Linked DNA regions of Gasterosteus aculeatus: region 1 is linked to region 2. Evidence: chromatin contacts called from public Hi-C data. All regions are on one chromosome and are shown on one strand. Each heading gives the region's core, a stretch centred on a gene start, on an enhancer-like site or on the middle of the called end of the contact. The rest is flanking DNA. Distances are from core to core; before and after follow the strand shown. Region 1 overlaps LOC120826256 (CUB and sushi domain-containing protein 3-like). Region 2 overlaps LOC120826718 (zinc finger protein 516).

What was found. A called contact is a pair of places that touch in the nucleus more often than the background predicts.
Region 1: a Hi-C map of whole body shows a contact between it and region 2, with 8 times the contacts expected there. The contact joins two enhancer-like sites. A contact is called at or near these places in 4 of 6 Hi-C or Micro-C datasets (skeletal muscle, tail fin and whole body).

What each region holds. Positions count from the first base shown.
Region 1 is chr10:7,895,080-7,901,954 of fGasAcu3.hap1.1, forward strand. It overlaps LOC120826256 (CUB and sushi domain-containing protein 3-like), which reads right to left. Exons shown (of 72, transcript XM_078081429.1): 72 at 6,476-6,875. Among protein-coding and RNA genes, the nearest start is that of LOC120826446, 84 kb to the left of the region's middle. Within about 2 kb of position 5,607, at least 1 of the 9 cell types and tissues checked has open chromatin away from gene starts, as enhancers often do.
Region 2 is chr10:7,733,956-7,741,102 of fGasAcu3.hap1.1, forward strand. LOC120826718 (zinc finger protein 516) reads left to right here. Exons shown (of 5, transcript XM_040189222.2): 5 at 338-2,078. The coding sequence ends at 388. Among protein-coding and RNA genes, the nearest start is that of LOC120826718, 17 kb to the left of the region's middle. Within about 2 kb of position 4,181, at least 1 of the 9 cell types and tissues checked has open chromatin away from gene starts, as enhancers often do.

The sequences.
Region 1 (6,875 bases), core at 4,357-6,856, 160 kb after region 2:
AAATAAAACTAAAATGTAGAGATGTAAAACAGAGCGTGAGCCACAAGACGAGAGTAAGAAGAGTTTTTAAGACCGGATTTTTTATACTGTGATTCTTAATACCAAATTCCTTACGTTCTAAACGACCAATCTGTGTTTAAAATGACCGCAGGAGGGATGGAAGCGGCCTCTCACATGCAGCCGGTGTTAACAGAGGTAGCGACGCTAAAAGCCTACGTAAGGTCCAGGTACATTACGGGGCCTTGAGGAGCAGCTGCCAATATGAATCACAAATGTTCTCTTATTAATGTCTGCGTCAAAAAGCGATCAGGGATCTCTAGTTATAGTGGCTCCCCATCTTTCTTTGGGCAGAGACTCCCTGACCAGGTCTCTGAGAGGCTCCAGTCAACCAGGGACTGCAGACAGGAAGCTGCCGTCCGAACTGTGAGTTTCATGATCCTGATCTATTCTGCATGATGAGTATTACTTTTGGGACTTTTATTAGTAACTGTTTTGTTACTGCTCTTATTTTACATTTTGAAAGCTGCATAGTTTTATTTGAACCAGGCAATTTTTACCTCGTTCTTTAGTAAATATTCAAATAATAATGACAGTAGGTGTGTGCATATGAATGGTGATGATATGGCAAAACAGTCACAACGACAAAACGTGGTCAACAGGACAAGGTCCTCCTCTTCCTCCTCCCCCTCGCTTCCTATCCAGGTCAATACAAGCAGGCGCCACATTGCAAACAGCTTAGAACACACCATGTAAAGTGACTCTACAATCCTCCACCTCCCCCCTCTCCCCTCAGACACTATTCGCCCGTAACAACAAACATTGATTTTTTTTTTTTTCCTGATGAAGATCTAGCCGGCGTTTAATCTAACATTGTAGCCTTGGCTGTAGGACATGGCTGAGCATGACATGCTAATCAATTGGTCACAGCAGCCACTGCAGGTCGAGCACTTAACTTTACCCGTGTGGATGAGAAGTATCTAAAAAGACTATTTGCTTTAGCATCTAAATATACATTTCTCAAATGGTTGATTTTTCTCATTTCAAGGGAAAAGAAGATGAGGATTACATTTTTTGCAAAAGCCTCTGAGCCAGATGATAATTTACATTTAGATGCATTTACCCGGCACGTCAATGAACTGTACATGTTTGACTGAATGCGCCCTCAAACATCTTATGTGGCCTTTTGTTTACCAAACGGGACTCGACCACTGGTGCTGTGATCACAACACGGTGGGCGTCCACCAGCATCCTCGCTCTTTGTCTACCACAAAACCCTCTTCAGGCAAGGACACTGGTTTTAAATACTGCCATATGCAAATCATTGCATACAATTTACATTTCTGAATATTTCGAGCCCTGGGATTGACTGGATCCTCCAGGAGCCGCGATCACGGACTTATGCACCTCGATCAGGTTTCGCACGGTTCACACTCATTTAATCAGGTCCCGGCTCAATTGTTTTCATCAGGGGGAAAAGAAATGTGCATTTGTATGCTCGCTTGAGCAGCGTTGTTAGCGTTCACACCGTCACAAACAGCTGTGAGGTTTGCTTACATGAAACACTGCTATGACTCATGAGGAACCTCAAAAGCTACACGGAGACGGTTTAAGATTGAAAGACGCCGTTTCTTCATGCTGCGGAATTATTTCTTAATTTACACCACGGAAACATGAGGTGAGCTGTGAACATGTGGCTTAGCAAGAGAATGAACCAGTAGAGATATAATGTATTAAAATGAGACAAAATACACATATTCCTAAGTTCCTGTGTAATCACTGAATTCTTATTGTTCAGCTTGTCGTTATTTTAGCAAAAAACATGCGTTGTAAATCACCACACTGACATTTCATCTCGGTCTTCCTTTCATCCCGCACAGCATCTCCATCACCACCTAAATAAATAACCAACATATAGACGGAAGCCTTATAGTGCATCAAACGCAGCCAAGATTACATGTGACACGGCTGGCAATTAACAACTTCTCTTACTCGGAATTCAAAGCATAAAAAAAGATGATCAAGGCTGGTTGATATCCAAAGACTATGCATAATTTATGTGGCTGGTACAAAATACCGTTCTGTTGCACTTCTGTTCATTCACTCGACTGATTCATTGAAATAAACCGTCTCAGAGGGATATCCATGTAATAAAGCCTAATCCCAGATTGATTGGAGAAAGCTGGGAAAGCTCTCCGTCACAGGAGGAAGACTACGGGAAGCTGGGTGATCGGAAGAAACCGTTCTGAAAGCTCCGGTTTCAAACGAGAGGATAAAATAGCTTTGGGAAGAATCTACCGTGTACAAATGACGGGAACGCGATGATCTACACCGGCGTGACTATTGGACATTCAAAGCCATCTGGAGACGTAGTGGTCAGTTTCATTTAAAAATAAATTAAATCACAACCCGTACCTTATTCTTTACTAAATAATTAGGATCACTGGTTGACCTTATTCGTTCAAAGCAGCAACTCAGACTGATTTGTTTGCGGTATGAATGTGTGTGTGTATTTATTCTGGTACAGCTGAAGCGGTTCACTGTCTCGGAGAGAAAGATGCACAAAGAGGAAAGCTGAGATTGCAGGATACTCCGAGAGAAACTACAGGAGGCAAAGAAAGCACAGACTCTCTCAGTGATGACAAGGAGATATCAGAGACAATGCAAGCGGTGACTGGAACACATGATTTACTTTCCTATTTCTTGTGTTTGAATGCATGTCTTAGATGTTATGCACACACAGAAGAACTGTGAGAGGGAGTGAAGGAGAGAATACCCCAGAGATGCATCCTATATAAATTATTAAAATGTAATTTTTAATTTGTCTACTGTTAAAAAATGCATTTACTTCCTCCCTCTGGTTACAACCAATTTTTTGTTTCTATAAAAAGGTAAAAAAAAAAAAAACAGCCATATCCTCAACAGAATATCATCCACACCATTTTAATTTGTTAACCTGAACCGTAAACCACCTTTTCTCTTCATTGCTGTAGCAGTGGGGGCAAATGATGGTCCCCGGCTTTGTCTTTGATGAAATTACCCTGTCGATACGCTCTCCTCTACAGTCACATGGCCACACAGGGGCTTTGCGAGGAGCTTCTCTGCATCATTATCTCTGCACGGACCCTGCAGCCTCAGCTTGTCCCAGTTTGACTAGAACACACAGCGGACTCAATGTTCTTTGTCGCTGCAGTGAGAAAATAAAAAGCTTTTAAAAAAAGATTATCGGTTACAGGCGCAGACTTACCAAACTGATTAAGAATTCTGGAAATATTAGGAGCAATTTGAATGAAACGAGTCAGAATTTGAGTCATTGTTGTTCTCCTTTCTCTCATCATTGCCTCCGAGTGAGAAAACTAAAGTGCATGCGGGAAAGTTCATCGACACCGATGAGTCGTTTTATGCCTTCTACTCCAGTAATAAACAGCTAGTCGGGTACCAGAGGTCATCAAGCTCCATCTACTGACCACATTCTGTATGGCAAATACAAAACCAATGCAAAAGCACTAAACATACCACAGATTGCTATATTGGTGCACAAATAGTTTAGCTGGTTGTCTATTCTGCAGAAACAATTAGGATTCTGTATTTAGGATCAAATTTAACAAAAGATTAGATATTTTACCTTTTTTAAGTGTCTCTTTGAATTAAAAAACCTTTGCTGAAAAAAGTAACAGAAAACATATTTCACAGATTATGCCCCTCTTCTTTAGTATGTATAACTTACATTCAGTAAGTTATTCACATTCTCTTAAGATTCATAAAACCTCACATTTTCTGGCTAATCCATTGCAAGCTTTTTTTTTGTTTTTTATAAATATTCCATAATACTGAAGTCTTAATGTTATCGTTTGTTTGACCACTCCGCCTGCTTTAAGTCAACTCTCATTTAGGCACATTACATATTTACAACACCTACATTTTAGAGCAGCTGGGACCAACAAGGTCGAAGCATTTCCAAGGTTCGCTGGCGCCATCTAGTGATTTCACAAGGCCGATACAATAAAATACATTTTGGGTATTAGCGGAGAGCCTTGATTATGGTACAACCAAAAGAAAAAATGAAATAAAGAATTCTAAAATGTGCTCAGCAAAGTGAGCACCGATTTAAATCTAGCACCGACTGACTTATGCATATTTGATTTAAATGGATAGGATTTAAATGCCAGAATGTTTAGAATATACACAAATGATACAAGTGCTGCATGTAGCACATTTATGTAACCAGAGTATTACATACGAGTATACATATTACATGTGAGTATCCTATGTTTTTGTGAGTATGCAGCTTCACAGGCCTCAATCCTCAGAATAAATACAGTGCAATAAGGCCAAAGGAAATGCAGGGCAATAGCTTACATCGCCTTCCTACTTGTCGGACCTCTTACATGTCCACACAAATATCAAAGCACTGAGGTCGTCTAATCAGATGCTCCTCGATGTGCCTGGATCCAGGTTAAAAACCAGAGGTGACCGAGCCTTTTCAGTGGCTGCTCCAAACCTCTGGAATAGTTTACCTATCCATGTAAGAACAGCTCGGACCATTGCAACGTTCAAGTCCCTGCTTAAGACCCACTATTATTCATTGGCTTTTAATTCAAGTTGAGCTTTGATATTTTGACTTTATTCTTTCTCTACTGTCAGATATTTTGTATTGTGCTCTGTCTGTGTTTTATTGTATCGCTGCTTTTTGAGCTCGTTAAGCACTTTGGTCAACCGAGTTGTTTTTTAAACGTGCTATATAAATATAATTGAACTTGAACTTACATCAAACAATGCCGGTATTACCAAATCTCAATTTTTCAAGGTTTTAATCATTTTGATGATTGAAAAACGAATTCACTCACAAGTGAAGCAGATAACAGAAAATAAGACAGATTGTCCCAGTTGGTTTGAGAGAAGACGTTTTGATCAACATCCGAGCCCCACCATCAATTAATTATTGAAAACTAATCCATCAAAATAAACACCGTCAAACATTTTTAAATTTAAGCTCACGTTTTGTATATCAGCAAGAATTCCCGCTGCTTGGATTGCTTTTTTTTTTTTTTAAATACATGCATCCTGCAAGAGTTATGGAGGTCACCTGACACCATCTAGTGGACATGTGCTGTAAATAAACATGTGAGGCCAAAAGCTCATCCTGCATTTCAACAACTGATTCACCGTCAAATACTAATACCCTTATTAATATTGTAAAAATAATAGACTAATGACAACACCCCAAAAAAATGAGAAAAATCCGTGGCAGCCAAGATTACTTAGCAACTCGCCGCCTGACGCGTAAAGATAGAGACAAACCATCGTTTGTTTAAATGTAGCTCAAACAAAACGATTGATGATATGAGTGCAATGCGATTATCTGAGTAAAAGCTCCATGTGGTAAACATTAGAAACGCGCTTGGATAGTTTACTTTACAGTATCCTCCTTCCTCTCTGGAATATCCGTCCCAACACCTGCTTACTAATCACGCACACCTGTTCATTCACGAGGCCACGATCGACCGGGGCTAATTATCACCTAAAACAAACCGAGACACCACGTCACAAACAGCACCGCAAACCGCGGCCAACACTCAAATAAACACAACCGGGTCCACTGCTCCGAAAACAAGCATGCGCGTGACAGCTGGCACAGCGCGCACGTGGAGCCGCGCGCGCGGCATTTGGCACCAACAGGTTTGCGCAACTTTGTGCGAACGACAGCAGGAAAAAAATGGCTCCTACCATTTGGAATGCGGGTCCAGTTGAGAACGCGGTCCGCACACCTGGATGATGTCCTGCTTGTTCTTGGTTGCAGTCCGAACTCACTTTGGCGGCGGCTGCGGGTTCTCATGATGGGGGGGACAGAGCGCACGAGCGCCCCCTGCCTCCAGGCCCAGGTTTACAAGGCGACGACGATGGCGGCCGGAAATAACATCTGCTCTCGTGTTTCTTGTTTTCTGGCATAAAGGAGCTAAACAGAAGAACTAAATGAAATAGTTCCTCTTGAAACGTCGATCAAATCACGTGATCAAGAAGCCAAATGAGAGGCTCTACTTGTTGTTCATATCCGGTTGGACTGGAGCCTGCTGCTAATGACTGGAGGGCCGGCCGGTATCGGCTGCTTGAACTAAACATTCAGGGCTCATGTTTAGTTCAAGTAGTTGTTAAGCTGCCCTGTTTGATTTAGTATTACCACTTTAATGTCATTATTTCAATGAATATACAAAGTTGTATAGAAAGATTCGCACTATGAATGCTTGACAAAAAATAGATTCTACCACCTACTTCTGTTGGTATATATATATATATATATATATATATATATATATATATATATATATATATAATCTCAAGTGCAGCTATCTCGCCTTGAGATGAACTCCCTAAATTTATATTTCATAAATCATAGTATTTCATAGATATATATTAGTTAGATTGGTGACATGTCTGTTTGCATCGTAAAATATCAGAAGTAAAAAGAGAGTAAAGACAGTTTTTTACAAAAGCAATTAGCCTTTTTTAATCTTACATTGCATTGAAAATTTACATAATAGATTCATACATTTTACAAATACTTTCATCATAAAAATATATTTCTATACAAAACACTTTTTTATTCTATATTTCGTCTTTCTTTTTTTTTCTTCAAATGGTGAATATTTCCAATGTCCCCGGGCAGGAACAGCTTTGAGTCTTTTAAATCACATGGGTCTTATTGCGGTCAGTCAGTAGGAAAAGCTTGTGGCAAAATAGACTGAAGCTTAGAAAAAAATGACTTCTTCTGATGAAGGAGAGCGCTTGAGCAGGTGTGTGCGTATGAGCGTGTATGTGTTTGAAAGACCGTGCATGTGTGTGTGTGTGTGTGTGTGTGTGTGTGTGTGTGTGTGTGTGTG
Region 2 (7,147 bases), core at 2,931-5,430:
GCAGCTTTAGGCTCAATTAAAGATGCCTTGTATGCAGACTAATACACGAGGTCTGCTGTAGACATCATTCCATCATATGTATTAACACACTGTAAAATCACAAAACCGATCATATGATCACACGATAGGTAACAAATTGATTGCACCGGTTGAAAGTCATTTAAGAGTTTATACATATTATAGTTTATGCATTGGAGCATTGTTGCCCTTTGGTACACATTTAAGTACATGGTTATGCACCTTTTTGTAATTTATCAACAACAGTGTGCCCATACACTATCCCCTCTGTGTTGTCAGATCCAATCTAACTCGTGTGCCTCATATTTGTCTCCTCCAGGTCAACAGCCGCTCCACTTCCTCCTCAGGGTCTCTTCATAAAGGAACGTGAAGTTACACCGTGTTGCTGTTCGCTCCCAGCCTGCATGAGAGAGAACAAGGCCCACTGTTCTCTGAGAAGGAACCAGCCATAACTCCTAAACAGATTGAGGCACCGGATAATGCAGCATGTATGCAATGCAATGAGGTGGACCCTTATTTTGTAATATGGTTGTTTAATTTGTGTTTTATATGTTTCTTTGTTTTTTTTGTTAGTTACCAAAACACAACTAGCTTTTCTGGAAATAAGGTAGAACTGTTTGGAATTTTGTCGGGGGTGTTTGAATGAAATGTGATGCTTCATTAACTAAAGGAGCGCATATATCAGCTGGTGTTAAGTAGTAAATGCAAAAACAATAAAACAAACCTCAATCTTAAAAAAAACTTGACAATTACCTCCCTATACACTGTTTATTTATGTTTTACACAGCGCTTTATGGGTGTAGAATGGTATTTTTTTTGTTTTAGGGTTATTACTATATTTGATTGTCTCATCATTCAGCTTGTCAGTGAACTTTTGATTTTGATGAAAATAATTCTCCCGAACATTATAGCTGCAACACATAAGACCTTTTATGTGGTTTTTGGCCAACTACTGCTAAACCGTGCCATCATTTTGGTAGAACCAATGTTGTGGAAAGTCAACAGACTGCTCACTTCCAGTTTACGGGAGCAGATTTCTGTAACTCTACAACTATTCTAGCATTTAGTTTTTTTTTGACCAGTTTTGAATCCATGTCAAAAAGAGGAAGCGGGACTGCGGACATATTAACTCAAGATAAACCCGTGACAAATTCATAGCTACTGCCAATCTCTTAGATCCAGAATCATTCAATGTGTGAAAATACCTAAAGGGGTGGACATCGTCCGTAGCCAGTCTGTCACTCGTTAGTGTGCGAAAAAGTACAAATACAGTGAAAAGTGGCGTCCTGCTTTATCATTCTACGTTTGAAATGTGAAGTGATCCTGTTGTTTTCTTTCAGAAAGATGACGTTGCGGTTGATGTAGCAATTTAATGCTGTGATTTTTAGAAGTAGAAATGTAGCAATGATGATTTCTGCTGATGTGGCTCCTGACTTGCCGCCTAAGCAACTAAAGAGAAATATTTGTTTGAATTTTTGAAGTTCACCTCATTCTAAAATGTGTTTGTTGTAAGTTTGCAGATTCGTTAGTAAGTCCAAATTCAGTGTATCCAGCTCCCGTAGAGAAACGGTCTATGCACTTGACAAAAAGCCATCAACTCATGGATTCTCGGGTGATCTTGAGGATACGCAATTTATTGTTGGAGTACTGACTTTGTTCTGTGTGGAAGACAGTTTTTTGATAAATATTGTATCTGTTCATTTTATTTAAGGTATTTCTTTTGTTTACTAAGAGTGTGATTTTCACTCCAAGGTACTTTGTATTTGTAGTAACAACAGGGGGAAGAAAAACCAGGAGGAGGCCGGAGAGTCAGTGACTTGTGCAGTCAGCAGGTGTTAGTGATCGAACTGCTGTCTGTGAGGAGAAGGTTGACAGGAAAATGCTTGATTTTAATGCAAACCTGAACATTTATGCAAAAGCTTAAACGTGAGCTCTCACTGGGTTAATGTTTGAGACCATGTAAACATAGTTAAATTATGTTGGTAAAAGAATTTCTATTTTCACCAGTTCCACATATTGTCTGACTGTTAACATGTACAAATAAAGTTGGTCAACGTAGATTGATATTATGATTGTCCTCGTCTCTCACACACTGCTTCTCAAAGTGCAGACTTGAGTCGAATCAACATTTGAGGCATTGCACACATTGCTGATTGGAGTAGAAACCAGACATTTGAAAGCTTTTATAAAGAGAACAAAAGAGGATTATATGCGCTAATTTTGATCGAGGACGACGACGAGGTGCCACAAGGTAAAAGACAGGTGTCAGTAATCCAAATATATGCACTTTCAGAGCCTTCTGCTGCAAATCATGAGGTCAATCACAGATTCCCTGACACTAAAATGATGGGATAATAAATCACTGATGAACCAGGTTTGCTTTCTTTGCCGAAAAGGATAAAATACAGCCTGGTCAAATCTAGCATGCACAATTAATGCACATTTAAGGCTGGGACACTTAAATGCGGCTACAAAATGCAACAGGACTTTTTTTTTCTCCAATTCAGGATATTCTGGAGACGACAAATCCCACCTTTTGGGGTGAGGTTCCTGATACGGAATGAATAGATTATATGTGAGCCATCGGTCCAGTTAAGTGGACCTTTGCCGTTTTAAAACGTATTTGTAATAATGATCTGTGTCATAGTATATTCATCAAACTTCTATCTATATCAATAGCAGTATTCAAACTTAACAATGACCTGAATGATTGATTATGACCACAATGTTATAATAATAACGGTACTGAATCCAGTTCCATCCATCCATCGTCAAACCGCTTATCCTGCACAAAGGGTCGCGGGGGGGCTGGAGTCCATCCCAGCCAACTTCAGGCGATAGACAGGGTACATCCTGGATTGGTCGCCAGCCAATCGCAGGGCTACACAGAGACACACAACCATTCACACTCACATTCACACAACTACAGGCAATTTAAAGTCCCCAATTAACCTGATCCCCAGAGCATGTCTTTGGACTGTGGGAGGAAGCCGGAGAACCCAGAGAGAACCCACGCAGACACGGGGAGAACATGCAGACTCCACACAGAAAGGCCACTGGGCGGAATCGAACCCAGGACCTTCTTGCTGTGAGGCAACAGTGCTAACCACCGCGCCGCCCCATTGACAACATATAAGTATAAAAATCATTATTATTAATAAATCAGGATTATTTAGTCTGACCAGAGCAGGTTAGCCGTGCAGACCAAATGTCAACAGTAACTTGTGTGCCGATGCTTTATTGAAACCAGTTCAAAACTAAAAGAAATCACAGCTACATTCAGCCCTTAGAACTGACGTAAATACTGATCTTTTGAGGACAATTTTCAATTAATTTACACAATGTAAATGTATTAAATGGCCTTGATACTTTGATACTTGATGAACTTTTAATTGTAGGTCTGTTGGGGATCGTTTTTGTTTCATATCCATGCTGCAGTTCAGGTGATCTTTTGACCCGGGATTAAACAATGAGGTCTCATGCTCGCTGCAGTTTACAGCTTCTACCAGTAGATGGTAGGAAATGTCAACAATAGAGGATATAAAATCCTGCTTTGTTACAAATTTCCCTTTTGTGTGTCGTTGTATTTGTGAGGAATTGTTGTCACAGTATACTGTACGTCTTTATGACAGTAAAACCAAATCAAGCTTTCTGCACCAAAACCTCTATATGCTGGAACTGTATACAGCTGATCACTGTAAGAACTACAACTTAATGAGGCTCTTTTACCCGCAAGCGAGATTTAAACTTCCTAATGGTGGGAAAAGTCCAACTGGCCAAACAATCCACAGGCAACTTTAAACACATTAAAGAAACATGTTTTAACTGCATACATTGTGTGACTGTAAACATACGTGTCGCTGTTGGAGAAAATAAATTCAGAGCGGTACTTGAAGCAACTGTTGTCCAGCACATCAACAAGGATGTTGTTCCACTGAGTGTGTGTGTGTGTGTCCTTGTCACAACGTGTCAGTCAGTGGGCCGCGTTACATCTTGGTGCAGTGACAGCATCAGTTAGCTGCCCGAGAGACATCAGAGATCATGTTTGCAGTGCCACCAGCAGCAGAGATGGAGGTGGCCGCGGGGTCCGGGACTAGATGCTGTCGGGCGGCTGCGAGCAGGAGAAGTGAAGTGGCATATGTTGTCTGACAGGGAAGCGCCTGGCTGTTGTCGTGCAGAGAGGCGAGACGGACTGGTTGGCCGATCGGAGTGACAGCCGTCCTCAGTATGATGTCGAGCCTGAGATCTGAGCCTCGAATGTGAATGCAGTGTTGTAAAGTGACTGAATCTTCTATCCAAGGGAAGTTAAAAGGTCAGAATCAGGTTCAGCAGATTGAAAACAGATGTAGAATTTGGTTTAGTGCTTGAAGAGTACAATTCTAATTATTGGTTTTGGTTTTAGGTTAATAAACATTATTTAACAGTAAAAGCAAGTACTTTGGGGCGATGGATCAGATTAAAGAGAAAAACTAATGCAGTCAATGTAAAATGAGAGCTGGGTTGCAAAATGATTCCCGGTGTAGAAACTAAAGAAAAAAACAGGAATCTGTTAAAATCCAAAATATTTTGTTTGAGTAGCACACAATCAGATCAAATGCGCCTCAAAAAGGGCTTTACAACACTGAATATGTTTGGATCCATTCGGGCAAGATTATGATCTATATAATGCATCAAATGGCAGACATATTGCATTTACAATTACTTTTATTCCACCATATACCAGCATTGTTGTGCATGTTGTACCGACACATAAGTTAATTTAAATTGTTCCGATCCGTAACATGGATTTCGGGCTCGGTTTTTGATACTGAGGTCCCGCTGTGCCAGTAATGACCAGACAGCAGGCTGAAATACCGAGTTACGCCCCCAGACAGGTGGACACTGGTGATAAGGAGATTTCTCAGCATTCTCAGTAGGTGACTGGAAATGTTATTCTGTGAAGCTCAATTGTTAGACCACGGCATTAAAATGACCCGAGTCAAAAGATGTGATTCCAACATGTACCTGTGTAATTTATACTCCTTTTTGGTGCTTTGAATACAAGCGGCCACTAAATGCAATATTGGACTATTCATTTGCTGTAAGGAGTATTTGAAAATGCCACGTTATTGGTAACTCAAGCTTTAAAAGTGGTGGTTTTCTCGATGCCAATATTTCCTTCCAATTAACTTTGTTTACGCTTTTTCAAACAACTGCAATTGACATTTAAATAGCTTTTATAGTTATCTCCATCAAGAGTTATATACTAAAATTAACAGCCATGAAGTAAAATATAATAGCAAAGGAAATTCATGAGGGCATCATTACTGAACACAGTAAAGATGAAGTGTGACACTCCAGGTAGAGAGAGACGTGCAGGAAGGAGGAGGGATATCCATCAGATTAACACGCAGTAATGTCCTCCTGGTCTGGCTCAGGATCAGTGATTTATCAATGCAAAGCTAATAGCATCAATATGAATCTAACTAAAAATCAATATTTCATTACCTAATTGTTAGTGGGAATGAAGGATGATTGTACGAGACAGCGTTCGAGAGCATCTGGAGTTCACAGAGACATCTGGAGGACAAACTCCATCAGTAACTGCACTGCCAGGTACAACACACTTCCAGAGAGGAGGGAAAAAAGAATCAATGGACGTGGCTTTAAGAAAGGTAAAACACAAAAAACAGAAAGACAAAATCCAGTGATTTGTTGCATATTGCTAATGGGTGTTAAAATGTAAGGTTGTAAAATGGATTTATCAACTAGATTGTTGGCACAACAACACGTACAGTCACACAATCCATAAAAATAGTCCTAAGAGGCTCACGCAAAAAGATGTCAGGGCCAGACGCTCATGCTAGACATCCATCACGTGTTGAAAACAGTCGGTTGGCAAAAGTCAATATCATGGAATTTGGTGGCAACGTTGCATAAAATGAAGTTGAATCTCTGCAGCTACTTTGAAAGTCACATTGATAATCACTAGGGCTGTCATAGATAGTCCAAAGACTAAATCTTACAAGTAATGAGTGATCTTTAGTCATTGTCATTTAATTGTATTTTATGCACAAAAGTTCACACATGCGATCACCTTTGAGGCAGAATTCCACCGGGTGAAACGTGTTGAACCAGCGGCTCGTGCACTTTGCTCTCAACTCTCCATCATTTGACGGCTCAGTCTGAAGTGCCAACTCCCCACATTCAGCCAGGACGTTTTCAGACCGCAGCAGTTCAGGGACAATAGCAGTCCTCTGCAGACCGGGTGCCATGCAGGGTAGATGTTGAGATGGACGTAGCCTGGCAGCAGTGACGTGCGGCGAGGTCAGTATGACGGTAGGCACTGAGTTATGAAAGACAGATTACCTGATCTGTTTAGGCCCGCATGTCAAAACAATAAAAGTTACGCACAAGCGCGGCGCACACGCACAGTTGATAAAAATTTAGAAATTTCCAATCAGGAAGACATATTGTGTACCACACACACACACACACACACACACACACACACAGTCAATGTCCAGCATCAGAACGAAACCATCTTTATCCTTAATTATAATACTTGAGGCAGGACTTATGATAAGGTTTCAATTGTGTCGTGATTGAAGGCAAAGTCCGGCCTGTCGGACCTTATTGCTTAGTTATTGCACAGCGGCGAAAGTCAGTCAGCGACAATGAAAACACACATGCTCAATTGAATATGAAGGCAAATAGCTTCTAGTCGGCATGGATTCAACCGCACTTATCAATTAGATATTAAGCCCAAAATAGTTTCTGACTCACCAATCGGTAGAGCATTTATACATGAAATCCATCTGCTCTTTCTTTGTGAAGACGCCAATCACAGCGTTGTGGAACTCGCCTCAGATCTGTGATATCGGCAGACACCTTTGAATTTCGCAGGGATTTTTAAGTTCACGACGTAGGTGGTGTAGTGACGTCGGCTGCGCAAATGTCCGGTAACATCTAGATTTTAATTGGTCCATGTTTCACACATATTACTGGCATGACATATTTACGTGTAAAGGCACCAGAGTTGTGCTTTTTGCCGTACGTGTTAAAGAATACAGGATGGAAGTGCACATGCGCAACGCGGCCTTTTTCGCTTGTCTGCAATGAACGGACTGTAAATGCGCTCTACCGTTTC